5 separate regions of the Sus scrofa genome follow, and all the other regions are linked to region 1. The links are chromatin contacts, called in public Hi-C, HiChIP or PLAC-seq and promoter capture Hi-C maps. All regions are on one chromosome and are shown on one strand. The core of a region is the stretch at or near the end of the contact, and the rest is flanking DNA. Distances in the headings are between cores, read along the strand shown. Region 1 holds the start of BAP1 (ubiquitin carboxyl-terminal hydrolase BAP1). Region 2 holds the start of LOC100153598 (store-operated calcium entry regulator STIMATE). Region 3 holds the start of ACY1 (aminoacylase 1). Region 4 holds the start of SPCS1 (signal peptidase complex subunit 1). Region 5 holds the start of GNL3 (guanine nucleotide-binding protein-like 3).

Evidence for each region. Promoter capture Hi-C pulls out the DNA fragments that hold promoters and counts their contacts. A called contact is a pair of places that touch in the nucleus more often than the background predicts. HiChIP or PLAC-seq counts read pairs in DNA pulled down with a chosen protein or histone mark.
Region 2: a contact with region 1 is called in a Hi-C map of heart right ventricle, with 5 times the contacts expected there. The contact joins the promoter of LOC100153598 here to the promoter of BAP1 in region 1. A contact is called at or near these places in 1 of 5 promoter capture datasets (fetal liver) and 1 of 47 Hi-C or Micro-C datasets (heart right ventricle).
Region 3: a promoter capture Hi-C map of fetal liver shows a contact between it and region 1, with 3 times the contacts expected there. The contact joins the promoter of ACY1 here to the promoter of BAP1 in region 1. A contact is called at or near these places in 2 of 5 promoter capture datasets (fetal liver and liver) and 1 of 2 datasets of contacts at active chromatin or transcription factors (alveolar macrophages).
Region 4: a contact with region 1 is called in an H3K27ac HiChIP or PLAC-seq map of alveolar macrophages. The contact joins the promoter of SPCS1 here to the promoter of BAP1 in region 1. A contact is called at or near these places in 2 of 2 datasets of contacts at active chromatin or transcription factors (alveolar macrophages and skeletal muscle).
Region 5: a promoter capture Hi-C map of liver shows a contact between it and region 1, with 4 times the contacts expected there. The contact joins the promoter of GNL3 here to the promoter of BAP1 in region 1. A contact is called at or near these places in 1 of 5 promoter capture datasets (liver), 3 of 47 Hi-C or Micro-C datasets (heart right ventricle, liver and skeletal muscle) and 2 of 2 datasets of contacts at active chromatin or transcription factors (alveolar macrophages and skeletal muscle).

What each region holds. Positions count from the first base shown.
Region 1 is chr13:34,551,528-34,556,893 of Sscrofa11.1, forward strand. It overlaps BAP1 (ubiquitin carboxyl-terminal hydrolase BAP1), which reads right to left and starts at 2,011. Exons shown (of 16, transcript XM_005669632.3): 1 at 1,798-2,011; 2 at 1,670-1,699; 3 at 1,506-1,560. The coding sequence starts at 1,514. PHF7 (PHD finger protein 7) reads left to right here and starts at 2,291. Exons shown (of 11, transcript XM_001928213.4): 1 at 2,291-2,943; 2 at 4,110-4,221; 3 at 4,933-4,985. The coding sequence starts at 4,178.
Region 2 is chr13:35,015,672-35,021,037 of Sscrofa11.1, forward strand. LOC100153598 (store-operated calcium entry regulator STIMATE) reads right to left here and starts at 2,139. Exons shown (of 10, transcript XM_021068951.1): 1 at 1,848-2,139. The coding sequence starts at 2,007. It overlaps SFMBT1 (scm-like with four MBT domains protein 1), which reads right to left. Exons shown (of 22, transcript XM_021068955.1): 22 at 4,956-5,366.
Region 3 is chr13:34,111,122-34,116,487 of Sscrofa11.1, forward strand. It overlaps ACY1 (aminoacylase 1), which reads left to right and starts at 3,073. Exons shown (of 15, transcript NM_213896.1): 1 at 3,073-3,120; 2 at 3,540-3,642; 3 at 4,317-4,381; 4 at 4,472-4,576; 5 at 4,907-5,001; 6 at 5,271-5,347. The coding sequence starts at 3,549. It also overlaps a transcript of ABHD14A not described here.
Region 4 is chr13:34,837,826-34,843,191 of Sscrofa11.1, forward strand. SPCS1 (signal peptidase complex subunit 1) reads left to right here and starts at 2,096. Exons shown (of 4, transcript NM_001114288.2): 1 at 2,096-2,214; 2 at 2,578-2,637; 3 at 2,724-2,810; 4 at 3,294-3,780. The coding sequence starts at 2,179. The coding sequence ends at 3,419. It overlaps GLT8D1 (glycosyltransferase 8 domain-containing protein 1), which reads right to left and starts at 2,029. Exons shown (of 9, transcript XM_021068949.1): 1 at 1-2,029.
Region 5 is chr13:34,817,876-34,823,241 of Sscrofa11.1, forward strand. It overlaps GNL3 (guanine nucleotide-binding protein-like 3), which reads left to right and starts at 2,368. Exons shown (of 15, transcript XM_001928454.5): 1 at 2,368-2,837; 2 at 4,021-4,079; 3 at 4,491-4,628; 4 at 4,740-4,853; 5 at 5,082-5,162. The coding sequence starts at 2,825. PBRM1 (protein polybromo-1) reads right to left here and starts at 3,242. Exons shown (of 29, transcript XM_021068909.1): 1 at 2,460-3,242. The coding sequence starts at 3,077.

The DNA.
Region 1 (5,366 bases), core at 761-3,260:
CCCACAGCATATACAAGTTCCCAGGCTAGGGGTCGAATTGAAGCTACAGCTTCTGGCCTACACCACAGCCACAGCAACGTGGGATCTGAGCCACATCTGCAACCTACGTCACAGCTCATAGAAACACTGGACCCCCAACCCACTGAGCGAGGCCAGGAATCGAACCCTCATCCTCACGGATACCAGTCAGATTCATTTCCAATGTTCCACAAAGGGAACTCCCGAGGCCCCCCTTTTTTTATGAATAAGAGCTCAGTTCCTTCTACCAAGGGACTTCTGTAACCACCACCTATGGTGTCTGCCTATCTCCTCCTTCTGCCTTCCCCCACCTTCCAAGTGAAGAAAATGATAGCACCCCACCCTCCAGAAAGAACACAGAGCCCAGCAGACCTGGTGGGCAAAGAACATGTTATTCACAATATCATCATCAATCACAGATGTATCATCCACCAAGGTAGAGACCTTGCGACGGGATCGGCGTTCTTCGATCCATTTGAACAGGAAGATGAATCCATACACAGGGCTGGGGAAAGTAAGGCATAGAGCTAGACCAGTCAAATGGTGGAAGGCAATCTGTACCCCCTTTCCTCTTCCCTATTCCTCTGCACCACATTACTACTCAGGTGCCTGTCTTGTGATCCCATCTCTCCCTTGGCTTCTTCCCAGCAATGCCCAAAGTGGCCCTGAGCCCTCACTCCCCAGAAGCCCACTGGAGGCAGTCAAGTATCAGCTTCTGGCTGTGGTGCTCCAGGAGTCCATCCAGTATCCTTATAAAGTATACAGTTCTGGGATAAGAAAAGAAAAACTGGAACCAATGGCCCAGGACCAGGTGGCAACAGATGGTAAGGCTAGAACAAAAAAATGTGATGAGGAATTTAAACACTGATTCACACTTGTGAAGCCCAGGGCCCAAGTCCCAGTGCTGTCAGGGAAGTAAATGAAAACCCGTATCAGTCCCTTCTTTCCTGCGAAATAAAAGCAGACTTCTCCGTTTAGTCACTGTAGCTGTTCCTCCACACCTCTATTCTACAGGACCACCAAGACAAGACCCTGAAGATGGTCACCCAGAAAGATGCCTTGTCAGATGTCACACACCAGCCAATCTAGACGAGACCCCTATGTGGAGATTAAAACCACTGGCACACGAGCACATTAAAGCAGTAATAAATTACAGCTGCACAAAAAGGCAACATATGACCTAGGTCAAGTGAGTGGGGTTTCTGGCAGGAAAGTCAAAAGAGCAACTAAATTTATTCCAAAAGACGTTAGGAATTGAACTGGGGGAAAGAGGCTACCATCCAAAGGGAAGTACTGAGGGAAAACTGGGGGAAACAAAAATACAGTACTGGCTTCATCAGGAGGACACCCAAAGAGGAGGGATGCTTCCTTATATGAGATTTTACAAACTGGGGCTACTGGTACTCCCTTCCTTGAGGCGCACTCTCTCCCGGGCCCCTCCCTAGCCCTTGGGGTGTAAGGGGCGGCCCTGGCGCCAAGCCACTCACCCCTGGCATTTGCTCTGAAGGTCATAGATCTCCTCCACCTGCACCCCTTTGACACCTGCGATCAGGGAAGAAAATAAGTGGGGAAGGGCAGCCCCTGGCTATGGAGCAAGGGCGCAGGAGTGGGCCCCCACAGCCCAGAACTGGCGGGTAGGAGAGGCTCTTACCAAAATCTTCCACCAGGAGGGTGAAGAGGCCTGGGTGGAGCGACAAGAAGAGCGGGTGGTAGTCAGAAAGGCGCATCCCGGACCCACCCGGCCTCCCCAGCTCCCGGCCTGCCCAGTCCCCTCCTCACCAGGGTCGCTCTCCAGCTCCAGCCAGCCCTTATTCATCTTCCCGCGGGGCGGCCCCTCAGCGCCATGTCCAGGCCCCCCGACCCACTGCCGCCCCCGCCGGGAGCCCCCCGCCGCCCCCGGGGCTCCTAGCCCCCCACACAGACAACGGGCCCTGCCGCGTCACCCGCCCGCGCCGGCGGCATACGTCACCACGGCGCGACGGTCTCCACCCCGCTTCTGAGCTCGTCTTCCGCGATTTCGACTCCAGACGCCGGCGCTTGCGCGGGAGGGTGGGGCAAGAGGAAGGGGAGGAGCGAGGGCGGTGTTGAGTACCAGAGGCGCGCGAGGAAAAGGCGGGGCGAGATGGGGCGGGGCCGAGCGGAGGGGGCGGAGTGGGTACGCCGGTGGCGCGAGAAGCAGGGGCGGGGAGGGGCGGGCGCGCGGCCGTTAGCTCGCGGCCGTTAGCGATCCTTCCTTGCCAACGGTCAGTGCAGCGGTGGTCCCCGTGAACGCAGTTTCCCTGGGTTACAGTCCGCGTGACCCGGCTCTCGTTTGCGCGCTCGCCCCCTTCGCCGGCGCAGTCACCGCGCGGGGCGGCCGCCCGTGAGGTAGCAACCACGGCTTGTGACAACGAATAAAGCTCCAGGACAGCGGCTCCCTCGGCGACAGCTGGGCGAGCGGCCCCGGCCGGTAGCTGCAGGCGGTGTGCTACCGTGAGGAGCAAGCGGCGGAGGCGACCTCCGGCCCGGCCCCGTACCAGCCGCCCGGCAGGCGCGACATGAGCCTGGTCCGGCATCTATGGGATGCTCCTTGAGCCCCTTCTCCGGCTGTTACCTCCGGGGGCCGCTTGTGGCCACACCGATACGTATTTTCCAAATAAACCATTGTTTATTCTTGCGGCGGCGGGGCCGAACACGCTTATTTATTTTTAATTTTTTCAACAAGCTTTTACCCAGCACTTAGCCAGTGAAACAATTTGGTCACCGTTTCAAGGGAGCATCCGCTCGGTAGCAAACCTCGGACTGAGCAGCTTGTGGAAGCCAGCATCTGCAACGTCTCTCATCACACGCTTTGAAGATTGTTGCGTCTTCCTGTAACTACCAGTGTGCTCAGAATCCCATTCAAGGAACGTCTTGTCCAGCGATGCAAAGAACTGAAGTTTCAAGGTTTTATTTCTATTGCTAGATGTGCGGGACTCCCCCACTTACTGGGACTTGCACAATAGCCAAGTGGATCCCCTAGTGCACACCCTTCTTTCTCCTCTTCCAGTCTGTCTAAGGGCTTTTGTTGAGTAAGAAGCCATCAAATATCATTTACCAATGCAAGTGGCACTCGTGGATTAGAAGAGGAGATGGAGCCTTAGTTTTCTGAACAGCTAGTTGCCTGAGGAGTAACTAGTTTGTGCAGAATAGTGGTCCCTAAAGATGTTCATGTTCTCCAGCTGTGCTCTGAGGACATGGATGCGGAGTGTGTGTTCCTGGAGTGACCTGATTCACTCAGCTCTCTTAAGAAATGCTGTCCTTCTCTCCTTTGAGTAGACACAGTCCTTCCTTCGTAGGAGTGGATTTTATTTCTTTTATCCCGCTTGCCATTCAGGGATTTCCACCTTAACCAATACAAACTGTGAATTTGAAGTGAATTTGTAATCAGCTGACATTGGTGGGAGGAGGAGTGGCAGGGTGTCTTCTCCACTATGGGGCCTTTTACCCTTGGCTCAGATCTAGAGGAAGGTTGAAAACAGGCCAAACCTCAGTGACCATTTAAGCCTGGTGAAAAGTGGTAGGAGCCAAGGGATAACTTGTCATTGTTGTCTCTCACTAGAGGGAGTTCTTGCATTGGGTAACCAAAATCCCAGAGGCTCCTTTTCCTAGGAAAGTGCTATCTAATCTAACTTTTTCTGGGCAGAATTAAGGCACCCATACCTGGGGGAAAAAGGAGCTGTTTTTCCTGAGTGCTACCTCAGGCATTTACTAGGCACACACAGCCATTTAGCCAGTTCAAGCAATAATTCCAAGTTCTCATTTGGCTCTGCGATAGCAGTAACTGATCTTGAGCAAGTGCCTCTCTGTGACCTCTCTGTGCCTCAGTCTCCTCATCAGGAAAATGGGGATAAAATGGTACCTATTGCAAGGGATTTTTGTGAGTTAAATGTAAAATGCCCAGAACAGTTCTTGGCAAGATTTAATAATTACCGGCTCTTTATAGCATTGATACTGGATGGGTCCCTTTTATTCCATCACATGGATGGGAAGGTGAAGTGCACTGTTGCTTTGACCCTGTGGAACTTGATAACCAAATATAGGTTTAATTGCTGACTTGTTTATATTTATAGCTGGAAGATCCTGTATTGTCCTCATTATAGTGTAGAAGATTCAAGATAGGAGAGAGAGGCAGTAGCGAATGAAGACTATAAAAGAAAAGAAGAAGAAACGTCAAAGATTGAGGTAGAGTAGGCACCATAAGGGAGTTTGGGAACAATTGTCCAGTGGCCTGTAGTATATGCTTCCCTTTCTGTCCACTTTGCATGGTCATGGAGGCTAGGGTTGGTTAGTGCAGAAGCACACACCAGTCGTCTCCTATACGCTATCCAATAACCTCTCCTCCCAGGGCTGTCCCTACTGCCTAGATTCATATCCTGGCTCTAGCACTTGCTAACTAGGGGACAGGTCACTTCATTTCTTTAGGCCTCATCTGGAAAATATGCAATAATAGCACCTACTTTTTAGAGCATTCTGTAGATCCATTGGATTAACGCTTATAAAGAACGAAGAATATTGCTTAGAAAGAGGAGACTCTTAGTAGATTTTAGTATCATTTTATAATGTTTTGTGAACTTGGTACCACCTGGGATTCAAGGTAACTAAAAGTATTAATAGTAAGAGGATAAAAGGGGGTTTGCTCGTGCATTCATTCAACATAGGCAGCACAAGTACTTGAAGAGAAAGATGGCTATAATCTCACATAATTCAGTGTAAGTTGAAGGATATGTTTTGTGCTTTTAAAAAATATGAAAGAGAAAAAGAAAACTGATGCCTTAGCCTTTAGCTATTTTGGTCCTTCATCAGACCCATCAGTGGCATTTTGAGGGAAATGTTACAAGAAGTGTCAACAGAATCCTTAAAGACTACCTTGTACTTATTCCATCTCTTGTATAGAAAATCTGCCAAGACAAGGAGGGTAACCCAGAGGAAGCCTTCTTCAGGGCCTGGTAAGAAAGACTGGATATTCTGTTCAACTGCTGCTTCCTGACCTTAGCAAAGGCCACCTCTGTAGGGCAGTAAACTTGATCCTCTCACTGTCAGTTCCTTCCCAGAATCTAGGATCCTGGAAAACTCAAGGTCTGTAATTTCTTTTTTTGGCCACACCCACGGCATATGGAAGTTCCTGGGCCAGGGACTGAATCTGAGCTACAGCTTTGACCTATGCCCCTGCTTGGCAATGCCGGATCCTTAATCCGCTGCACTGGGCCAGGGATCAAACCTGCACCTCAGTAGTGACCTGCACTGCAATGGAGACAATGCTGGATCCTTAACCCACTGCCACAGTGGGATCTCCTGTAATTTTTAAATGTCATGTCCAAAGTTCAAGA
Region 2 (5,366 bases), core at 889-3,388, 460 kb after region 1:
CAGAGAAAGAGTAGCAAACATATACAGTCTGGGACTTGCTGCAAGACTTATGAAGGCCGGACGACCAGAAAAAAAAAAAGTGGTGTTCAAGAACAGCCTCTTCAGGAGTTCCCATTGTGGTGCAGTGGTTAGCAAATCCGACTAGGAACCATGAGGTTGCGGGTTCGATCCCTGGCCTTGCTCAGTGGGTTAATGATCCGGCGTTGCCATGAGCTGTGGTGTAGATTGCAGATGTGGCTCGGATCCCGCATTGCTGTGGCTCTGGCGTAGGCCGGTAGCTACAGCTCTGATTAGACCCCTAGCCTGGGAACCTCCACATGTCGCGGGAGCGGCCCAAGAAATGGCAAAAAGACAAAAAAAAAAAAAAAAAAAAAAAGAAGAAGAGCCTCTTCAAGAGTTCCTGTCGTGGCTCAGTGGTTAACTAGTAACCATGAAGATGTGGGTTCGATCCCTGGCCTAGCTCAGTGCGTTAAGGATCTGGTGCTCCTGGGGCTGTTGTGTAGGCCAGTGGCTGCAGCTCCGATTCAACCCCTAGCCTGGGAACCTCCATATGCTGCAGGTGTGGCTCTAAAAAGACAAAAAACAAAACAAACAAACAAAAAACCCCAGTCTCTTCAGGGTTATCTAAAGCCTGGGAGAATTCACCCAAATAAACCCTGCATCATAAACAAGCAAAGCTGCAACTCTGGCAACTGGACGCTACATGACACAAGCACACACCACCAGAATCCTTCCCAGATGCCAAGGAGCATACTTTCTGCAGGAACTTCCCACTCTGCCCACGTGAACACAGTGGGGAAGTTTTGAGAACAAGTCATTTTGGAATTAATGCTTCTGTAAATATTTATGACCCCTCCTTCCTCAAAAATGCAATCATAAGGGCACTAGACTTCTTGTTACTTTAATAAAGGATATGCATTAAGAAAACAATATAATCCCTCACCACATGGCATACATGACATGCTGGAACTTCTAGTTTTCCAAAGGCAATCTGGGACTTTCTTCCCCCTCACGAAACTCTGAAGGAAGGTCCCCTGGTGACTTAGCACAGGGATTCCAAGACCTCCTCAGACCCTGAATCTGTTTCTCCATTAAGCTCCTAAGTTGCCCAGGTCTCTAGGAAAGGAAGGATACTTGAAATGCAAATAAAGGTGGATTGGGAGAGAGAAGAGCCAGGGGAGACTTGAGATGTAACTTAATTAGCAAAGCTTGGGACATATATGAAACAGGTGGGCCTCTTCAGGGAAAGGAGAGGAAAAAGGAGATGTGGGGAAGAAGGCAGTATGGGTGAGTCCTACTCTGACAGAAACAGAAAATTAATCTCGGTGACAGGGGCCGGGAGGGGGCGAGAGCCCTTCTGGAAACGGATTGCGGGGGGCCTAACAAGCCAGGGGCCCACCAGGTGCAAACCGGAGAGATTAAGTCTTGGAGAAGTGAAGGTGAAGGAAAAGACTCATTATCAGACTGGAGATTTAGGGATGAGGATTCAAAGCGCGAAGGAGAGGCTAAGATGAACCTATAAGAGGGGGCAGAAAGGAATATGCCACCCGGGGGTCATGGCCGCAGGCTGGAAATTGGAGTAGCTTTAATTCGCACTGACACGGTTGAGGGGGTCACCTCTGGCTAGAGGCTGCTGCGATAAGGCGAGGGACTCAGGACCTGGGTCGGGGGCAAGAGCTCCCCTTCGCCTGGGAATGCCCAGCCTTGGGCTCGCGGGAAGAGGGCACCTCCACCAAGGGCCCAGGACCCCAAGGCCTGAAATCCTCAGGCAGGAACGCCCCCGAGGCCGGGCTGAACCCGCGGCTCGCGGCGCAGGGTCTGAGGAGGGGCGGGGGTCCCGGACTCACGCAACAACGTGCTGAAGGCCACGACGCCGAGCAGCCCCTGCAGGAAAATGCCGAAACTGTGCATGAGTGCGCCGCTCTCGCAGCGGCCCGCCCCGGACGCGACGGTGGAGGGCGGCCCGCCTGGCAGTGCGCGGCTCGTGTTCCCGGCAGGGCCCTGCATGGCGACCCTGGCGAGGGGCGCAGGGCGCCGCAGCCCGCCCGCCCGGCCTCGCTGCCTGCGGGGTCCGCGACGCCCAACCCAGACTCCAAAGCTGGGAGCCGGTACCTACGCCCCGCCGCGGACTCGGCGCGGCGCGTAACCCGACGTCTGAGATCGCAGCGTCTGATTGGCCAGGCCCAGCGTTGGGGCGGGCTCTGGCTGCTTCAGCTCCCCCCCCCCCAGGGGTGGGGATCCAGCCGGCGAGGGGGCGGGGTCGCGGGTCTCCACCACAGGTGGAACCCTGTGAGCTGGGCTGCCACAACCCAGTTGAGAGCCCCGCCCCGGCTCCGAGTTCCAGGTCGGGAGGGTTGGAGCAGGGAAGATCTGTGGCTAAACTTTTTCTCCTCCAAGATAAACTCATTCCCTGAAGAATTTATTTAAAAATACTCCTGGATTCCACCCTCAGATTCCAATTCAGTTATTCTGAGATCGCGGGCAATAATTTGCATTATCGGCAAATAGCCTGGATTATTCTGAAGCAGGTCATTGAGTAAACAATCTGACTATGCACACAAATATATTCCTTTCAGCCTAGACGTTTGGCGTCTTTGCTGGGATCAATACCCTGGCCAAAGGCTCATCTTAGATTGATTAACCAAGCCCCAAGTCGACTCCCCCCCCAAAAAAACCCGTAATTTAAACTATTTAAATTTTAATCCAGTTGCCTTTATACATGCATGTGAACATATCCCCTTCTTGTTCATTTTGAACGTGATTCACAAAAGAAAACCAAGTTGCTGGACTTTTTCTCCAGAGCCTCCCTCCACACACGCATATATTTACTTACACCTACCTAACTCTGACTTCTTGGAACCTGCACTCTGCCTCTTCCAGGGCCTCTAATCCCTCTCCACTTTACCTACCCTCTCAGCCCTCTCTGTCTTTGCTCCCACACCTCTTGTTGGTGCTCTCCAGTGCCTGATCTTCCTGCTGATCGACTTAATACCAGTGTATGGTTAGTATTATTCCAGTAGACATTGTGGTACATTTGTTGAACATTAAACACTGTATCGAGGGAAATTTTCCCTAAAGATAGCCACAAGAAATTCCAATTACAAGAGTTCCTGCTGTGGCACAGCAGAAACGAATCCGACAACCAGGAAGTTGTGGGTTCGACCCCTGGCCTTGCTCAGTGGGTTAAGGATCTAGCGTTGCTGTGAGCTCAGGTGTAGGTCGTAGACGTGGCTGGTATCCCGCGTTACTGTGGCTGGCAGCTACAGCTCCGATTAAACCCCTAGCCTGGGAATCTCCATATGCCATGGGTGCAGCCCTAAAAAAAAAAAAAAAAAAGAAAAAAAGAAAGAAATTACAATTACATAAAAGGGTTAAATGCTATCCAAAAGCCTTCTTGGTTAATAGGAATTTTTTTTTTTTTTTTTTTTTTTTTTGTCTTTTTGCCTTTTCTAGGGCCACTCCCACGGCATCTGGAGGTTCCCAGGCTAGGGCTCTAATCGAAGCTGTAGCTGCTGGCCTACGCCACAGCCACAGCAAGGAGGGATCCGAGAGCTGCATCTGCGACCTATAACACAGCTCATGGTGACGCCTGATCCTTAACCCACTGAGCAAGGCCAGGGATCGAAACTGCAACCTCATGGTTCCTAGTCGGATTCGTTAACCACTGAACCAGGAGGGGAACTCCAGTTAATGGGAATATTAACTTGATTTTTCAGAGGAAAAATGCTACTGGCTCCCTACAGCCAACTCTCCAGCTTTCTCTTACAATGCACTTCCACATTTTTTTGTACCTTCACATGCATTCTAGTTGAATGGAATACTGTTCCCTTTTCCTTACTCTATGAACTGCCACTCATGCTTCAAGTCCTGCCTGATCTTCCTCTCCCTGTTGTACATTCACATTACTTTGTGTGAGCTGACCCACTAGAACTTTTCACACTGCTAAACTAGGTACACACCTCTCTCTCAGCTGAATGAGAGCCTCCTGAGGGCAGAAACTGAATTTTACTGACCCTTAAATCCAACATAGTACCTGGTACAAAAAGCATTCAACAAAATGCTTTTTAAATTAAACTGACTTTTAATTTATAAAATTTAAAACTCTCCACAAGTACTGACCATGGGAAAATACAGAAAATAAGGTTAAGAAAATAATAGGTTAAGGGAAAATTGCATTACTGTCTTTAAGTCTAAGAAGATCCCTTACAGGTATGCTCAACAGTTACAGTCCAGTTCAGCGAGAACCAAACAAAAGGATGTGTACTCAAAGCAGAAGAAATTATAGCTGGGCATAAGATTATTAATTGCTTGAAGACACAGCTCAAGGAAAATTGCACACAGAGCTGAAAAATGAAGTTTTTCACAAAGCAGTACTCTGCACATCCAGATGTGTTGGAATCCTAAGGCCTGTTGCTGCTGTGCCAAGGCAAATGTAAAGGAACAAGCAGTAGTCTTCAGAGATCAGGGGTAGAATCCCCAATGCTGGGAACAAGCTTGCTGTGAGAAATTCTGCTCTTCCTATCTTTCCTGAACCACAATTAAAAAGTACCAAAGTCCAGGAGTTCCCTGGTGGCTCGGCAGGTTAAGGATCCAGTGTTGTCACTGCTGTGGCTTGGGTCACTGCTATGGTGTGGGCGTGGCCAAAAAAAAAAAAAAAAGTACCTAAATTCAGAGGGGAAAGGATCAGATAGCAGGAGAGTGGGAAGAATTCTGGAAAGGTTCATTTTATTGAAGCAGGAAGGAACTTTCTCCTCCCTTCAGAGATGACTCTCTGAGGTCTGACTAGAAACAGTTTTGAAGGTTACTGTGGTCAAGATGCCTTTCTTGCTGTCAAAGAAAGTTAAATATAGCTTAAGACCTGTTTTAATTTTCTCACAACCACTTAAAACTGTCGTAATAGGACACAAGTTTATACATACTCTCATTTACAAACCAAAAAAAACCCACACAAAATATTCATTCAAAATAGTCATTTTTTAATCCCTTGAAGTTATACCATCAAACTTGATGGGAATTATTTAATAAGTATTTTTGTGCATATTTCTCCTTAAGTATACTTTATCCTCAGTGCATAACTTTTAAAATTAAGAGAAAAACAGCAGTCAGGAAGGATACAATGCAATATGCATTTCATTTTGTTCCAAATATGCAGCTTTAAAAAAAAAAAAATAAGGACAATATACATGAAACAAAGTACATCGGTTCCAACAAGTTAGAGAAAGAGGCCTAAGGACAGTGCTGGAACCAGCCAGAAGTCCCACTCTGGCAGGCCTCTGATTGTCTTTAGATACTATTAAAAAAAAAAAAAAAGTGAAAAGGAAAAGAACTGAGCACTTAAAAATCTCTAAGAGAAACATTCAAACTAT
Region 3 (5,366 bases), core at 1,823-4,322, 440 kb before region 1:
TAGGTCCTATTTCCTGATGTTGCTGCAGGTGGGGTGGGAGCTAAGGGCAGGTCTGGGACTGCTTTGGGGCTGAGAGCTGGAGGGAGTGCTTTTCAGTAGCTTGGGAAGGCTAAGGACATGGGCTGCTCATAGACGGCCAGCGTTACCACTCTGTAACTGAGTTTCCTCATCTGTAAAATGGGCATGATGGTAACACCTAGCTCAGGAAAGTGGTTTTAGGATTGAATGAAATGTCTGGGTAAGCAGAGCACTTGATCACACAGGAGTGGTGACTGACCACTGGGACTGGTGGGAAATCCAGGGTTTGGCAGCTGAGCTGAGTGAGCCAGGAATGCAGAACCTATGGCCAGTGAGCATGATGTGTAAAGGTGGGGACAGGGAATGTGGTTTAAAAAGTAGCATAGTGTGGGGGTGGGGGGGTGTTTCTTTCTGTACCCCTCCTGAATTCTTTCAGCTAGACTAGCAATAAAATTAACACAAAACAGGAGTTCCTGCCATGGTACAAGGGGATCAGTGGCACCTCTGCAGCACCAGAAGGCGGGTTCAATCCCCAGCCCGGCACAATGGGTTAAGGGATCAAGCAGTGCTACACCTGTGGTATAGGTCACAACTGTGGCTTGGATCTGATCCCTGGCCCCTGGCCCAGGAACTCCATATGGTGGCCAAAAAAGAAGAAAAAATTACACAAAACAGATTAACAGGAGGAAGAGAAGCAAATTTTAACTTAGTGCAAGGTCTTATAGAGATGAGACCTACGAAGTGGACAGAGCAGCCAGCTTTTATACTTGTTAGACAAAGAAACAATAAATTTGTGAGGGCTTGACAGAACAAAGAAACTTTTGTTTTGCTTTTTAGGGCCGCACCCGCAGCATATGGAGGATCCCAGGCTGGGGGTTCAATCAGAGCTACAGCTGCCGGCCTACACCACAGCCACAGCAACGCAGGATCCGAGCTGTATTGGCAACCTACACCACAGCTCACAGCAACACCACATTTTTAACCCCCTCAACGAGGCCAGGGATCAAACCCACAACCTCATGGTTCCTAGTCAGATTTGTTTCCACTGTGCCACAACAGGAACTCCTGGTTTGGTTTGGTTTGGTTGCACTTGTAGCAAGTGGAAGTTCCTAGGACTAGCCATTGACTCCAAGCCAAAGCTGTGACCTACCCCCAGCTGCAACAACTCTGGATCCTTTGACCCACTGCCCTGAGCCTGGGATCGAACCCACACCTCCACAGCAACCCAAGCCACTGCATATTCTTAACCCACTGTGCCACAGCAGGAACTCCTGAAAACTTGTATTTTGGATGCTTGATTAGTAAAGAATATAAACAGTTTGGGCTTGAAGGTGGTAAAGCAACAAGGGGTTTGGAGTTTGCAGTGTGGTGCAGTGGGTTAATGATCCACCTTGCCTCCGGGGAGGCGCTGGTTTTATCCCCTGCCCTGTGCAGTGGGTTAAAGAACCACCGTTGCTGCAGCTGTGGCGTAGGTCACAGCTCCAGCTCAGATTCAATCCCTGGCCTAGGCTTAGATCCTTGGCCTACCACAGGTGCAGCCGAAAAAGGGATGAATAAAAAAGATTTGTGCAAACAGGCTTAGCCTGAATTCCCTATTTCTGGATTAATAAGGTACACTCCACATGAAAGAAGTATAACTTTTGCATGAGGGATTTATTCCCTGCTTTCAGGAAGACAGAAAGGAGGGTCAGAATGTGCCTCTTGCATTGGACATTTCCTAAGTAACTTTAATTCAAAATAACGTGCTCTTGAGGGAGTTCACACTGTGGCACAGTGGGTTAAGGATCTGCTGTTGTTTCTGTGGCGGCACAGGTTCAGTCCCTGGCCCAGGAACTAACTTCCATATGCTGTGGGTGCAGCCATTAAAAAATGCCATTGAGACACATTTTGGGGTAGCCTGCCCTGGGCCCCCAAAATAGATTGTTTTGGAACCACCAAGCTTGCTTGCGCCTAGAAATGTATAGGTCAGCAGCCTAGACTTAAACCCCAGGAGGGCTGGATGAGCCCTTACCCTCCCCTCCCAGCCTGCCTCCTCTGTGCCCAGAGGTTGAAGTCTTCAACGCACCCCTCCCCAAGCTGATTCAGCCTCTGGAAATGTACAAAGGGCAGCTGGACACATTATAACTGTGTGCAACATGTGGGTGGCCAGTGGGACGCCTGTGCCTCTTATCTTCCCTCTCTGGTGGCTGCAGAAGTGCCAGAGAGCCTGGCCCAGGGTCAACCAAGAATGTGCCACATGTTTGCTTTTGTGCAGTTTCCCACCTCCCATTCTGTCACACAGTGTCACGATTACATCCTCTCACAGTGCCATCCTCTGTCACACCCAACCACCATCTCACATTGTCATACACAGTCCCCCACTGATACACACTTAGATTTGCCCACACAGTAGCACAATCATATACATGCCCATTTATCCTTCATTCCTGGCTTGCTGCCTGCTCTGTGCCCTGCCAGGGACAGAGTCCTGCGGGTACACGGGCCAGCCCCCTAAAGCTCACAGATATTAACCAATAATCCACCGCCTCTCCACACAGGAGGCAGAGGCAGTCAGGGAGGCGGCCCCTGAGTTGCTGAGGCGTGAAGAGGGGCGAGGTAGAAACTCGCGGAAAGGAGTTTTTGGCCAGCCCCAGCACGACTTTGCAGGGCTGCACCCCGAGAGCAAGAGGGCAGCTGCAAGGTTTCGGGTCAGTGCCGGCCCTCCTCCCTTCGGGCACTATCGGGAAGTAGCAGGGGACGAAACCAGCTGCCTAGGGCCAAAGGCGGGGCCTGTTGGGCAGGAGTGAGCCTGCGGGGGGAGGGCGAGGCGGAGCTGGCGGGGGTGGCAACTGCCACAGGGGCGGGCTCCTGAGTCTGATCCTCGGGTAACTGGCCCAGGCTGGAAACTGGGGCGGGCAGAGACGCCCGCGCTGAATGGGCCTTAGCGACTAGAGCGGCCCTGATTCGCAGTCTTCGGTCCCGCCCCGCTATTAGAGTCCGGCCACGTGGTGGGCGGACCTGGGCAATTCTGAGCCTAAGACCTCAAAAGACCCCGAATTCCACCGAGAGTCCCCAGGCGGGTGCTGAGAGGCAAGCGCGAGTTCGAGATCGGAAGAGAGCGAGGTGCGGCGCCCTGGACAGCGGTAGAGGGGTTCCCTAGATTGAAATCCAGGCTACCCGGATAATTTTTTTTGAGGGGGGCGGGTGGGAGTCAATATCTGGGTCCAAACCTGGCTCAGCTACTCTCTAGCTGTCTCTGAACCTCTTAGCTTTTACCCCTGTATCGTGGGCAGAGACACGAACTTCATGGAGCTCTTTAGGGGATTAAATAAGGAAATGTGTTTTGAAAGTGGCCAGCACAGCTCCAGAAAAAGAATGGGAGCGCTATGACGGCGGGTGGGGCTTCGAGACAGGGTGTCCTCTCCCTGTGGGACGATCGGGGTACCGCTCTGAGGAGGGGCTGCGTGCAGATGGAGTCCATTGGCCTCAGCGGCGGAGCAGGGTAGATAGCCGCTTGCTTTGCCCCCACCTCACCACGGCAGGGCAGCGCCATGGCCAGCAAGGGTCGCGAGGGCGAGCACCCATCCGTGACGCTCTTCCGTCAGTACCTGCGCATCCGCACCGTCCAGCCTGAGCCCGACTACGGTGAGAACGCGGCCTGTGGTGGGGCCTCAGGGGCGGGGGCTGTGCTCTAAACCGGGAGTCAACCTCTATCACCCACCTGAGCTAGATCTGCAGCCTCGAATGGCGTCTCCCCACCTCTCTAGCTATTCCCTAGGTCAACAGACTGCTCAGCAGCCCCTCCTGGCTGTGGAGGGAGTTTCCCTGGAGGCTGAGCTGCTCCAAAAGTTACTCCTGATGGTTAAATAAGGAACAGCTTCACCTCAATCCCCAGGACTTGGAGTGGAGGAGGGGAGGCTGGGGCAGCAAGGGAAGAAGAGGCTCCATGAAGCCTACTGGGGCTGAACAGAGGCCATGGCCCTTAAGGAATCAAGCTTGATGGCTGGGAACTGTGTACCTGGGCCCAATCCATATCCCCTGGTCTGTGATTTACCAGCTGGGAGGCAGTGTGAGCCTCATGTCTCTGAGCTAATTTCCCCATCTTTAAGGAAGGTGACGATGACACCTGCTTTTCACCCTGGACTTCCCATCTGGCCTTCCACAAAGGGTCTTCTTCCTTGGGGACAGAATGCAAATGTCTCTGAGGGATGTGGAATTGTGTTAAGCCAGGGGTCTGCTCCTCTCTCTGGATGTGCCACCAGTTATGCCTGGGAGGTGTGGGGAGACAGAAGAAGCAGTGAGGCTCTCTGTGTCCCCAGGGGCTGCTGTGGCCTTCCTTGAGGAGAGAGCCCGCCAGCTGGGCCTGGGCTGTCAGAAAGTGGAGGTGAGCCTGCGGCCCTGCGTGGAGAGCGGAGTCGGGCCCTGGGCAGCTCCTCACCCTGCACTGACCACCTCTCCTCCTGGCCCTCTCCAGGTGGTACCTGGCCATGTGGTGACCGTGCTGACCTGGCCGGGCACCAACCCCACACTCTCCTCCATCTTGCTCAACTCCCACACAGATGTGGTGCCTGTCTTCAAGGTGTGTGTGTGGCGGGGATGGAACAGCCCTTGGGGACAAAGGTGATGCAGACCCCTCTCATTTGACTCCAGGGAGCCCATGGTGCTGGACTTTCAACCTCATAGGATTTTACTCCACTCAAGTAGTCTCTGTCCATTAGCCATTCCATGCCAGGGGTGGCATGGGGGAGAGGGGGTGGTGGAGGTTGGAAGGCAGAGAGAGGGGTGGCTATCGATTGTCCTCTTCAGCCTGTGGTGGGCTCCTAAGGCACCTGCTCCCAAGCAGGGCCACAGTTGAGCAGAGTGGATTAATGACTACATTTGGGGCTTGGGTCCCTCTTCCTGCCCCCAGGAGCATTGGAGTCATGACCCCTTTGAGGGCTTCAAGGATGCAGATGGCTACATCTATGGCAGGGGCGCCCAGGACATGAAGTGCGTCAGCATCCAGTGAGTTTCCTTCATTCCCAGTTTCCCCACTGGCCTGTTGGATTGACCCAGGACCCAGGTACGATTGGAGAACCTCAAGGCCGAGGAACATCTTGACCTCTTACCTTGAGTGGGAATTCTTAGTATGACCATTGCCAGGACACAAGGACAGAGACTTTCTGGAGTCACCTGCTAGGCTGTGGCAGAGCAGGGCCCAAGGCTCCAGCCTGCTTGCTCAAGCACTGATGGCTCCCCCAGCACCTAGCCTATACCCTCTCACTGCCCCTCAGGTACCTGGAGGCTGTGAGGAGGCTGAAGGTTGAGGGCCACCATTTCCCCAGAACCATCCACATGACCTTTGTGCCAGGTAGGAGTAGCTTGAGGAG
Region 4 (5,366 bases), core at 846-3,345, 290 kb after region 1:
CAGACCCATTTCTTTGTTCCCTCTCACTCCAAAAGCTTTAAAGGATATAAAATCTCTAGCCCCACTTTCTTTCCTCTTGTCCTCTCTTCAGCCTCTTCCAACCAGGCTCGGTCCCAACTTCTCCATTTAAACTGACCTTGACAAGGTCATTTTTCTGTCCTCTTACTCATCCCTTCAGAGGCCATCAAGAAAGCTCACCACTCCATCTCCTCAATTATGAAATTATCTCATTTGTTTGATTTGTTTCTTTATTTCTGCCTTCCCTAACCAGAATGTGAACTCTATGAGAACAGGGACCCTGGTGAAAAGTATTTACTGGTGTATCTTACTGTGTCTGGCAATGGTAGTTGGTATGTGATTATTTGTTGGATGATGTTAATGTTGGATGTTGTTAATCTAGGAACAAGGCTGGTTCTCAGCTCTGAAACAGAATACAATCTTTGATAATAATCATGAAAACAAATTAAAACACAGGAAAGACATGAATTCCAATGGAGAACTCTCTCAAACCAAATCTGACAGGTAGTCTCCTTTCCTATTATATCTTTACAGCTAAAATACCGTAAAGTCTCTACAGCAACTGCCACCCTGACAAGTGCACTTAAAAAGGCTAACACAAAGGGTCATGTCTACTTCTACATACAAGAGAAAGTTTGTTTAGTCTCTGCTTCCACTTTCTGCTGCCTCTTCATCTGGCTAGCTCCTACTTGGCTTTCACGAGTCATGAAAGCCTCCTGCAAACCCCACATTCAGCTGAATCTATCTAAGCTGAATGGGGTCTCACATCTCCCAGCTTCGCTACCCCATAGTAAATCTGGCTTCTGTATGTGACTGTCTCCCTTGACAGACCCTGGGCTTGAGGAAGGTAAGGGCCTGGTGTTGGTCACAGCCATATTCTTGGCCCACTGCCTAGCACAAAAAAAAGGTGCCAAGGTTTTTTGACTGCATGAATGAGACCGACCTGGAGTGAGTAGAATCCCACCATCTGTGACCCTGATGCACAATACACCACAGAGGCCAGCGAGCCAGTTGGGACTCACGGGCCCGGGTTTCCCAGAACGCTATCTTTCCGGTACGTGGGTATTCCATCTTGCTCAGAGAAACCGGGGAGGGCCTAAGCTTTTGAGATAAACACCAGCCTTAAAAGAGAAGCAGTGAGAACCCTTGGATGGCCTCTATCGGGAGCGCCAGGCTAAGTCTGCGAGGTGAAGCCGCCGAGCAGCCTGGCGGACCAACTTGGAGACTCCCTGAGTGGGAGCTCTCTCCATACTGGTGCAAAGAGCGGACGAAGACAAGTCCCCTCTCCCAGGGGCTTCCCTTTCTCTGGATGATGGGTTCTGGGGTAGTTCCCTCTAAATTCTGGGAGTCAACAACGCTCCCTTACACTTAGAGGTGTTCTGAGGGCTGACACTTCGGGGGTTACCCCCTCCAGGTCCCGAGACCCTGGGCTAACGTTCCAGCAAGCCATTCCCCTTGGTCGCTCCCCGCGGTAGCCCTTACCTGTAGCCCGAGGAGGAGGAGGAGGAGGAGGAGGAGCCACCGCCCGCCACCCAGCCCGCCCCGCCAGCTCAGCGTCCGCGTCATAGGTCCCGGGGCCTGGCCCGCCGCCGGGCCGCCCTCGTCCCGTGCACTCCAGATCGAGCCCAATCGCCGACTAGATCCGCAGCCTCGACGCAGTCCCTGAGTTCCCAGCGCGCCCGCCTCTCGGACCGCAAAAGCGTTTCGACGAACAGGCGCCACCGGGCAGCCCCACCGCCGGGGTCCTTGCCGAGAAAAGCCCGTCGCCAAGGAGACGGGGCGCGCGCCGGCGCCGTTGGGTCGCGCGGGCACTGTCGATGATAGTTCGGGGGACCCGAGCCGCGGCTCCCGGCCCGGAACAGCACTGACGGCGAACCCCTCACGGGCGCGCGATGCCTCGACTCGTCCGCTACCGTCAGCATTTCAGCCCTCGCAGACAGAGGGCCGGCCTACAGCCAGCTCCGAAAGTGCGGGTCGCTTAGAGAGACCGGGGGCGGGGCCTTGGGCTGTCCGAGTCTGCAAGAGACATCCGCTTCCGGCGCCGTAGCCGTCGTAACCTCCGGTTCAGCAGGCCTGCTGAGCTGTACGAAACTAACCCAGGTCCCTACTGTCCCTGAGTCCCGGCCGCCCTCCCTCCGTCGCCCGCTTCCTGAACCAGTCATGCTGGAGCATCTGAGCTCGCTGCCCACGCAGATGGTGAGGGTGCTGCCCGCCTCGGCCCCAAGATCCCTGAACGCCATTCGGGAGCCTGGCAGCTCCGCTACCCTTGTCCGAGACCGACCCATCCGGTGCAGTGTAGTTTGTATCCTGGAGGCTACTCTCTTCCCCGAATTGTACCTCCTGGGTCCCCTTCGTTCTTTCCCTGCGAGGATGCCCTTGCTCGGGCCCCATGAGGATGCTTCGTTACCCTCGGGAAACCCAGAACGTCTTTACTTGCTCAGGTTCTTTGGGGAGGCCCTGATGTTGGGATTGCTCTGTGCCAAAGCTGTGAGGCCAGAGCAAGAATTGTACCTCCTAGGTTGCGGAACCATTTCCTGCTTTACTCTCCTTCACCTTTAGGATTACAAGGGCCAGAAGCTAGCTGAACAGATGTTTCAGGGAATTATTCTTTTTTCTGCAGTAAGTATTGGTTTTGCATAATCTTCTCTCCCCGTCTCCCCCCCACCCTAGCTTGACTGTATTTAATATACTTTGTTTGTCTCTAGATAGTTGGATTTATCTACGGGTACGTGGCTGAACAGTTCGGGTGGACTGTCTATATAGTTATGGCGGGATTTGCCTTTTCGTGCTTGGTAAGGAAATTTGTGGATATTTGGATGTTAGTGGCAACTCAGGTTTTTTCTGAATTGGGTTGTTTTGGCCGGACCTAGTAGTGAGGACCAACACCAACTTTTCCCTCATCCTTCCCTTGCTATCATTGGAAAATTAAGTGCCAAGTAGTATCACATGAGGTTAAGCTCCATAAGGAATACAGCTCATTCATTTCTTTTGGCAGGTGCGCCAAGCAGTAATCTTATAAAGTCAAAGCTAGATCTTAAGACTTTATGGTCTTCACAGTGCTCCCTCCTCTTTTATCTCTTAAAACCGTGTGTAAACAGTGAAGCTTGTTCTCACTTGGAGTATCTTGTCTGGATGGTGGCACAGTTTTCAGAGGAATGTCAGTTTTATTGTTTTTACCTCAAGCAGAAGAGTCGTTTGGGAACCTGGCATTATACATCATGTTCTTTTAAATTTTTAATGGCCATAATTGATGCATTTTCTCTGTTCTGGCCCAGCTGACACTTCCTCCGTGGCCCATTTATCGCCGGCACCCCCTCAAGTGGTTACCTGTTCAAGACTCAGGCACAGAAGACAAGAAGCCAGGGGAAAGAAAAATTAAGAGGCATGCTAAAAATAACTGATTCTGGATTTCATGATTCAGCTTTACTACTGCACTTGCTTTTGTTTTGTGTGAGATGAGCTACCTTGTTTTCTTAACCAAAACATGAGCTAAAAATAACACCTGTGCTCAGTTATGTATAGGTTTTGTTCTCTATATTTCACTTCTCAGTAGGTTTTGATTTATAAATATTTGAGACCTCTTCACAGTCTTCTCTGAATGGAGAACAGAAAACAGAAGTATGCAGAGTTTCTTTCAGGTCTACAAAATAATGAAGAATAAAAGCCTCATAAATGATAGTTCAATTTAACTATCAAAGTTTTGTAATTCATTATGAGTAGTCAGGCTGTTTTAATGTTTTCAATTAAAACTCAAGAGTACAAGTCATTGTCTAAAGAGTCTTTTGTTCATTGTTCTGCAAGCATGACTACTGCTAAAAGCCAAAGTTAGAAGTTTGTGGTTGTGAAAGTGTTAAGAACCATTTCTATTTTCTGAACCTACAAGTACCTACTATACATCTTTCTTCACAACAGGAAGCATCTGTGAAAAAAACTTAGTAATTAAATTTGTGGTAAAGAAGGAATTCCCTTGTGGCACAGTGGATTAAGTATTGTCTAGCATTGTCCCTGCAGCAGCATGGGTTGCTGCTGTGGTATGAGTTCAGTCCCTGGCCTGGGAATGCCATGAGTGCGGCCAAAATAAAAATAAAAAAAGGCAAAGTGAGAGCCTTTAAAGCTGTAAATTCCTTTAAAATTTTCTGGAGGGCTAAAGAGAAAAATGTTCTAAAGGTCTTGAGTGGAAGGGTTATTACAGGTAATACTCTGTTTCTCAATATTAGAATATATGATTTCCAAACTAGGAGTTTGGAAAAAAAAAAAAAAGAGCAAATACCTTTTAGTACAGCAAAAGTCAGGAAAGGATTTTAAAGAAAGGGAAGAAGAAAAACAAAATGGAAGAAAAATAAAGAGGTAGAAATAAGACCAAGCATATCAACAAGTGTAATAAATGTGATTAAAAAGTTAAGAGCTCCTGGAGTTCCCATCATGGCTCAGTGGTTAACGAATCCGACTAAAAACCATGAGGTTGCAGGTTCGATCCCTGGCCCTGCTCAGTGGGTTAAGGAGCCGGTGTTGCCATGAGATGTGGTGTAGGTCACAGATGCAGCTCAGATCCCCAGTTGCTGTGGCTCTGGCGTAGGGCAGTGGCTACAGCTCCTATTAGACCCCTAGCCTGGGAACCTCTGTATGCCACGGGTGCGGCTCTAGAAAAGGCAAAAAGACAAAAAAAAAAAAAAAAAAAAAGTTAAGAACTCCCAATAGGGTTAAGAATCAAGTTACCACATGTTCTCAAAATAATACCCAAAGTGAGTTCCTGTTGTGGCTCAGCAGGTTACAAACCCAACTAGAATCCATGAAGATGCAGGTTGGATCCCTGGCCTCGCTCAGTGTGTTAAGTAAGGATCTGGCGTTGGCGTGAGCTGTGGTGTGGGTCACAAATGCAGCTCAGATCTGGCATTACTGAGGCTTTGGTGTAGGCCTGCAGCTGCAGTTCGAATTAAACTCCTAGCCTGGGAACTTCCATATGGTATGGATGTGGCCCTAAAAAGCAAAACAAAAAAAAAAAACACCCAAAGGTTGAAAACAGGAGCAAGGCTATATTAGGCAGATGGAAGCAGAAAGGAAGACTAATAGTGAAAAAGTCGGATACTTAATGTCAGCATTAAATGGGGCAAAAAGGAACATTTGATAGCTATAAAATGTCTCTTACGAATCATACATTGAATAAGATGTGATGAAGTATATGAAGCAAAGATATATACAGGAATTTGGCAAAGCTGCAGTCTTATAAGAGACCAACACTACTTTTCAGATTCTGATAGATAAAGTGGACGGACAACTGACATAAAGTCTGGTGTACTTGTTCCGTGTGTACCAGGAACATATTCCCTCAGATATACATGACTTGTTCT
Region 5 (5,366 bases), core at 1,118-3,617, 270 kb after region 1:
TCTCTTCATTTCTAAAATGAGAACACTAGAGTGTACATACCTCCCTGAGATTGTCGTGACAGTGAGATGTACGTGAAATCACTTTGAAACTTCAAAGCACAACAAAAGTGTTAAGTTTTAACTCTAGGACTGCATGCTCCCTTGGACACAGGAACAGCATTTTTTTTTCTTTTTTATTTTTTTTAGGGCCACACTGGCGGCAGCATATGGAAGTTCCCAAGATAGGGGTCAAATTGGAGCTGTAGCTGCTGGCCTACACCACAGCCATGTGGGATCCGAGCCTTGTCTTGAGACCTATACCAGAGCTCACAGCAACGCCGGATCCCCTACCCATGGAGAGAGGCCAGGGTTTGAATCTGCATCTTCATGGATATTAGTCAGATTTGTTTCCCCTGAACCACAACGGGAACTCCAGGAACAGCGTTTTATCCATTTTTGTAGCCTGATTTACAGCACAGTTTGGGTGATCAACTTCTGTTTAATAAATGTATTAAAAGTGAACTTAAATGGGATGTTAAGAAAAAAGTTTGTGTAGTTTAGAAGGTCTGTGAGCATCCATTCAGCAATTCTTTTTATATAAAGAGAACAAGAAATCGATTCTGAAGCTCAGTTACAAGTTTTAAAATGGCACTGATTACAATCACAGGTCCAAAAGTCTAAAAACCAATGATAAATTACAGTGGACAGTAAAGAATAACTTTACAATGTGCAACTGGGAAACTATTTACTCAGTAAAGCTTTGCTGGTATGTTTTGACAATTTATAAACTTTCAGTACTTTCCTGTATTTCTAGTGATTCTTTAGTACTGCAATACATGTTTAAAACAAAAATCTTGGAAAACAGACGGTTCAAAGAGAAAAAAAAAAACCCACTTATAACACTAATTTCCAGAGAAAATCCACTCTTAACATTAGTGTTGACACTTTCAGTATTTATTCACGCCTCAGCTGCCTTTAAGAAAAACAAAACTACGAACAAACTGCGTATATTATATTGCAGCCTGTGTTTTAACTTAGGGATGATTCTCCCAAGTTGACATTCTTTCACATGATGTTGGATGGCTTCATAGTAGTCTCTCATACATATACAACAATTTACTAATCTTGAAGATCTGGGAAGAATATTAATATGCGAGGTATTTTGTACACTTCCAAAGCCAAAGACAGTGGTCAAAGCACTTTTACTCATCCACATGCACATGTAACTGGTTTGACATATTTCTTCAAAAGATATCATCCAGGAGTTCCCATCATAGCTCAGTAATAACGAGCCCGGACTAGTATCCAAGAGGATGCAGGTTCAATCTCTCGCTCAGTGGGTTAACGATAGGGCATTTGCCGGGGGCTGTGGTGTAGGCTGCAGACCTGGCTCGGATCTGGCATTTCTGTGGCCAGAAGCTACAGCTCCAATTCAACCCCTAGCCTGGGAATCTCCATATGCTGTGGGTTCAGCCCTAAAAAGACGAAAAAAAAAAAAAAAAAAAAAGATATCATTCGATATTTCTTTGGATCTTAAAACATGGCCAATATACTAACAAGTTATAAAGCAGAAATTACTACGCTTTTGTATAGTCCAACTTGTTTCTGAATTACATTTGGGAAAAGAGCACACTACAAAATGGAAAAAAACAATACTTAGAAATCATTTTTGAGGAGTCCTAGCTTGTTGGAAAATAAGTTAATACAAACGCTTTATTCCAACATGTTTCTAAAATCATAGTAATAATTTCTATAACCACCATACCGTATATTTGTCTTTGTTTCTGAGGGTCCCCTCTAAATTTTTGCCAGTTTTTCTTCCCCCTTAAGTCACCAATATGTACCCTATAATAACAAAACCATGTTTCTCTCTCAGTAAAAAATTTTGAGACGGAAAAATATTAAAACTCAGAAGTTTACACAATTTTAAACCTTGATTATTTGTGGTGTTGCAGTTAAGTAACTCTATGCGGCCCCTACGATAAATACAAGTCCCACTGATAAAAAACAGTCTGAACACAGTTAGCCAGAAAGTGTTTTTAAAAAATTACTAGGAGGCTTTGCGCCCGAACCGCCAGGAAAAGACAAGAAAAAAAAGAGGCCTTGAACTGTGGAGAAAATGAAAGACTTTCCGACCTGTCACTGGTACGACCTGTCACTGCTACGGGGGACTAAGAGATACGTTGACAGCTTTGAAGCTGTCCGCGACAAGCGCTCGATCAGCCGCCGGGGGCGGGAAAGCGGGTCTCCGAGAGTTTCCGGGCCGCGGCGCGCCTTTGTCCCGGCCGGCAGGTGCGGCAAAGCTGCTGGGCCCGTCACGAAGCCTGCCGCCGTGCCCCGCCCCGCGCACCCGGCCGGACCGGCGCGTCCCCACGGCCGGGGCGGGGCCTCCGCCGCTGCTCCCGCCCGCCCGGGCCCACACAAAGGCCCGGCAGTCGGCCGAGAGGAAGCGGCCCCGCCCGCCCCGCGCCTGGCCTTACCCAGCCGCTCCGCCGCCTGCAGCCCCGGCCGCGGTCACCGACCGCCGCGCCCCGCCCCGTGGCCGCCACGGCTGCTGCTATTGCTCCTCCGGCCGCGGCCGCTGCCGTCGCTCCAGCACCCGCCGCCCTCACCGCCCTCACCCCTCCCGGTTCCGCCGCAAAACCAGCCCCGCGGCCGCCAAGCGATCCTGGCTCTGCGCGACACTGCGTGCGCGCGCACGCGCGCCGGCGGCGGTGCGCTTTACGGCAGCTGCGTGAGTGCGTGACGCTCACTAGTGGCCTTAATTCGCACGTGGCCCTTTCGGAGGCACATTGTGTCTGCGAGCGCTGGTGTAACTGCTGGCATTGCCTTTCCAGCTTCCAGTATGAAGCGGCCGAGTGAGTCGGGTCGTGGGGCGGGTGTAGAGGGACTTGATGGTCGATGAGCCTGTGCCGCTTGATCTGTGGAAATAAGGGTCTAGCGGGTAGGTTGTCTCCCTGGTCCATCCGAGGGTTGGAAGGCCCCACGTTGACCGCGGGCCCGTGGTACAGAAGGAAGGCTGAGTCCCAAGGATGAAGATCAGGGTAGGGTTTCTTGAGGCGTATTTCAGTGTCTGAGCCGGGTTTTGGGCCCAGCATTTTCCCTTCTACGGCCACGTTCGGTCCGGCCCTGGTAAGGTCTGAGAGTCGCCTCTCAAACCCAATGTTAGGTTTTCCTTTGTGATTTTGTTGTTTGACAAGAAGTAGCTGTCGTCTTGAGTCTTATACGCTCCTGTGTGTGATCCCAGTCTTATCTTGGAAAAGTGAGACCATGAAAGTTGGGCTCTATACCAGATCTATTAATTAGGTCACATTCTCTGGGACTTGGGTGGCCCATGTTTGTTTTTATCGGGGGCCCCACAGTTTTTTTTTTTTGTTTTGTTTTGTTTTTTTGTCTTTTAGTGCCGCACATGCGGCATACGGAAGTTCCCAGGATGGGGATGGAATCCGAGCTGCAGCTGCTGACCTACACCACATCTCATAGCAACACCAGATCTTGAACCCACTGAAGGAGGCCAGGGATCCAACCCATTTCCTCATAGGTACTAGTCGGGTTCCTTACTGCTGAGCCAGGACAGGAATTCCTCACAGGATACTTAAAATAGGTTTCAGAGGTAGTTAATTACTTAACAAAATAAATGGATAAATGGATATGACCCTAGAGCAAAGTCATCAAAAACTAAACAAATCGATCGTTTATGGATGAAATAGATTATAAAAAGTGATTTTAAAAAGTAATATCGGCGTTCCCGTCGTGGCGCAGTGGTTAACGAATCCGACTAGGAACCATGGGGTTGCGGGTTTGGTCCCTGCCCTTGCTCAGTGGGTTGACGATCCGGCGTTGCTGTGAGCTGTGGTGTAGGCTGCAGACGCGGCTCGGATCCCGCGTTGCTGTGGCTCTGGCGTAGGCCAGTGACTAGAGCTCCGATTCGACCCCTAGCCTGGGAACCTCCATATGCCGCGGGAGCGGCCCAGGAAATAGCAAAAAGACCCCCCCAAAAAAAAAAAAAAAGTAATACCTTTGTGATCTATTGCTTTGTAGAGTTAAAGAAATCAAGTAAACGCATGACCTGCCATAAGCGGTATAAAATCCAAAAAAAGGTAAGTCTTGTTGTTGGGAGAGTTATAGCAACTGTAAAGCTAAACTTATTTCTGCCCCACTCCTCCACAAAGAGGTCTCTATTAATATGACTTCACCTCAGGAAACAGAGATTGAATAGACTAGCTATGAGAGCAAGCTTTTAGGCATCAGAAGTACAGCTGTGGGAAAGTGCAGTGATAAAGTGATGAGAAAGTCTATAAAATTGATTAACATGGTAAGAATTGCTGCAAAAAGAATCTCCTGCTGACATTTTCTTGTTGATGTATATATAAACGTGGTGGGTCCTTTGTATTGCAGTTAAAGTGTTTTTAGGTCATCTTACCAATACAACTAAAATGCAACATGATTGATTTTTCATGTGAGTTCTCTTTAGTATTTTTGTATGCTGATAAATTTTTTTCTCTTGATAGGTACGAGAGCACCATCGAAAATTGAGGAAAGAGGCTAAAAAACGAGGTCGAAAGAAGCCTAGGAAAGACCCAGGAATTCCAAATAGTGCTCCTTTTAAGGAGGCTCTTCTTCGGGAAGCTGAGCTAAGGAAACAGCGGGTAAGATGCATTAGCTGAAATTTTCAACAAGTGATGTGTGTATTTTTTCAAAATAAAGTCAGAACACCAGGTCACTTTGGCTCACTCATTTCTCTTGTGGCTTGGACATAGCTTGAAGAACTGAAACAGCAGCAGAAACTTGAGAGGCAGAAGGAACAGGACAAGAAAAGAAAACTTGAAACTAATCCTGGTGTTGAGCTGTCTCACAAGGTTCTTGTGAAAGAGGTATGATGAGGTCTGTTTGTGAGCAAGAGATAAATTCTAGAAGTAAAAAAGCACATGCTAAGGCAGGGGTTGCTATGCCTCTTGGGAGGAAAAAAGGCTGAATTCAAATTCTGTCTTATTTATTAAAATATCAACTGCAGTACTCCAGTTGTTCATGAAAAATGGAGAAACAGGTTACATCTACTGACCTTCTAATTTTGTCTACTTCCTTTTGTCTTTATCCTATAGGAATTTGGGCGATCTAAAGCTAAGAAAGCCAAGTCAAGCAAACAGAATCCAAAGAAGTTGTACTGTCAGGAACTTAAAAAGGTATCTTAGTCTAGGTCAGTGCCTAAAAATGGTAATGATGTTTGAAAGACTATTGTCATTTTTTTTTTTTTCCTTATGACACCAACCTTGCAAAGGTAGAAGTAGGGTTCTCTGGAGCTGGAAGACTCCTCCAGCAAGCTGGCTTACTCTGTTATGTTTGGCTGAAGGACATATTCTTGTTGTTTTAAATTTTTTCGTGGGAAC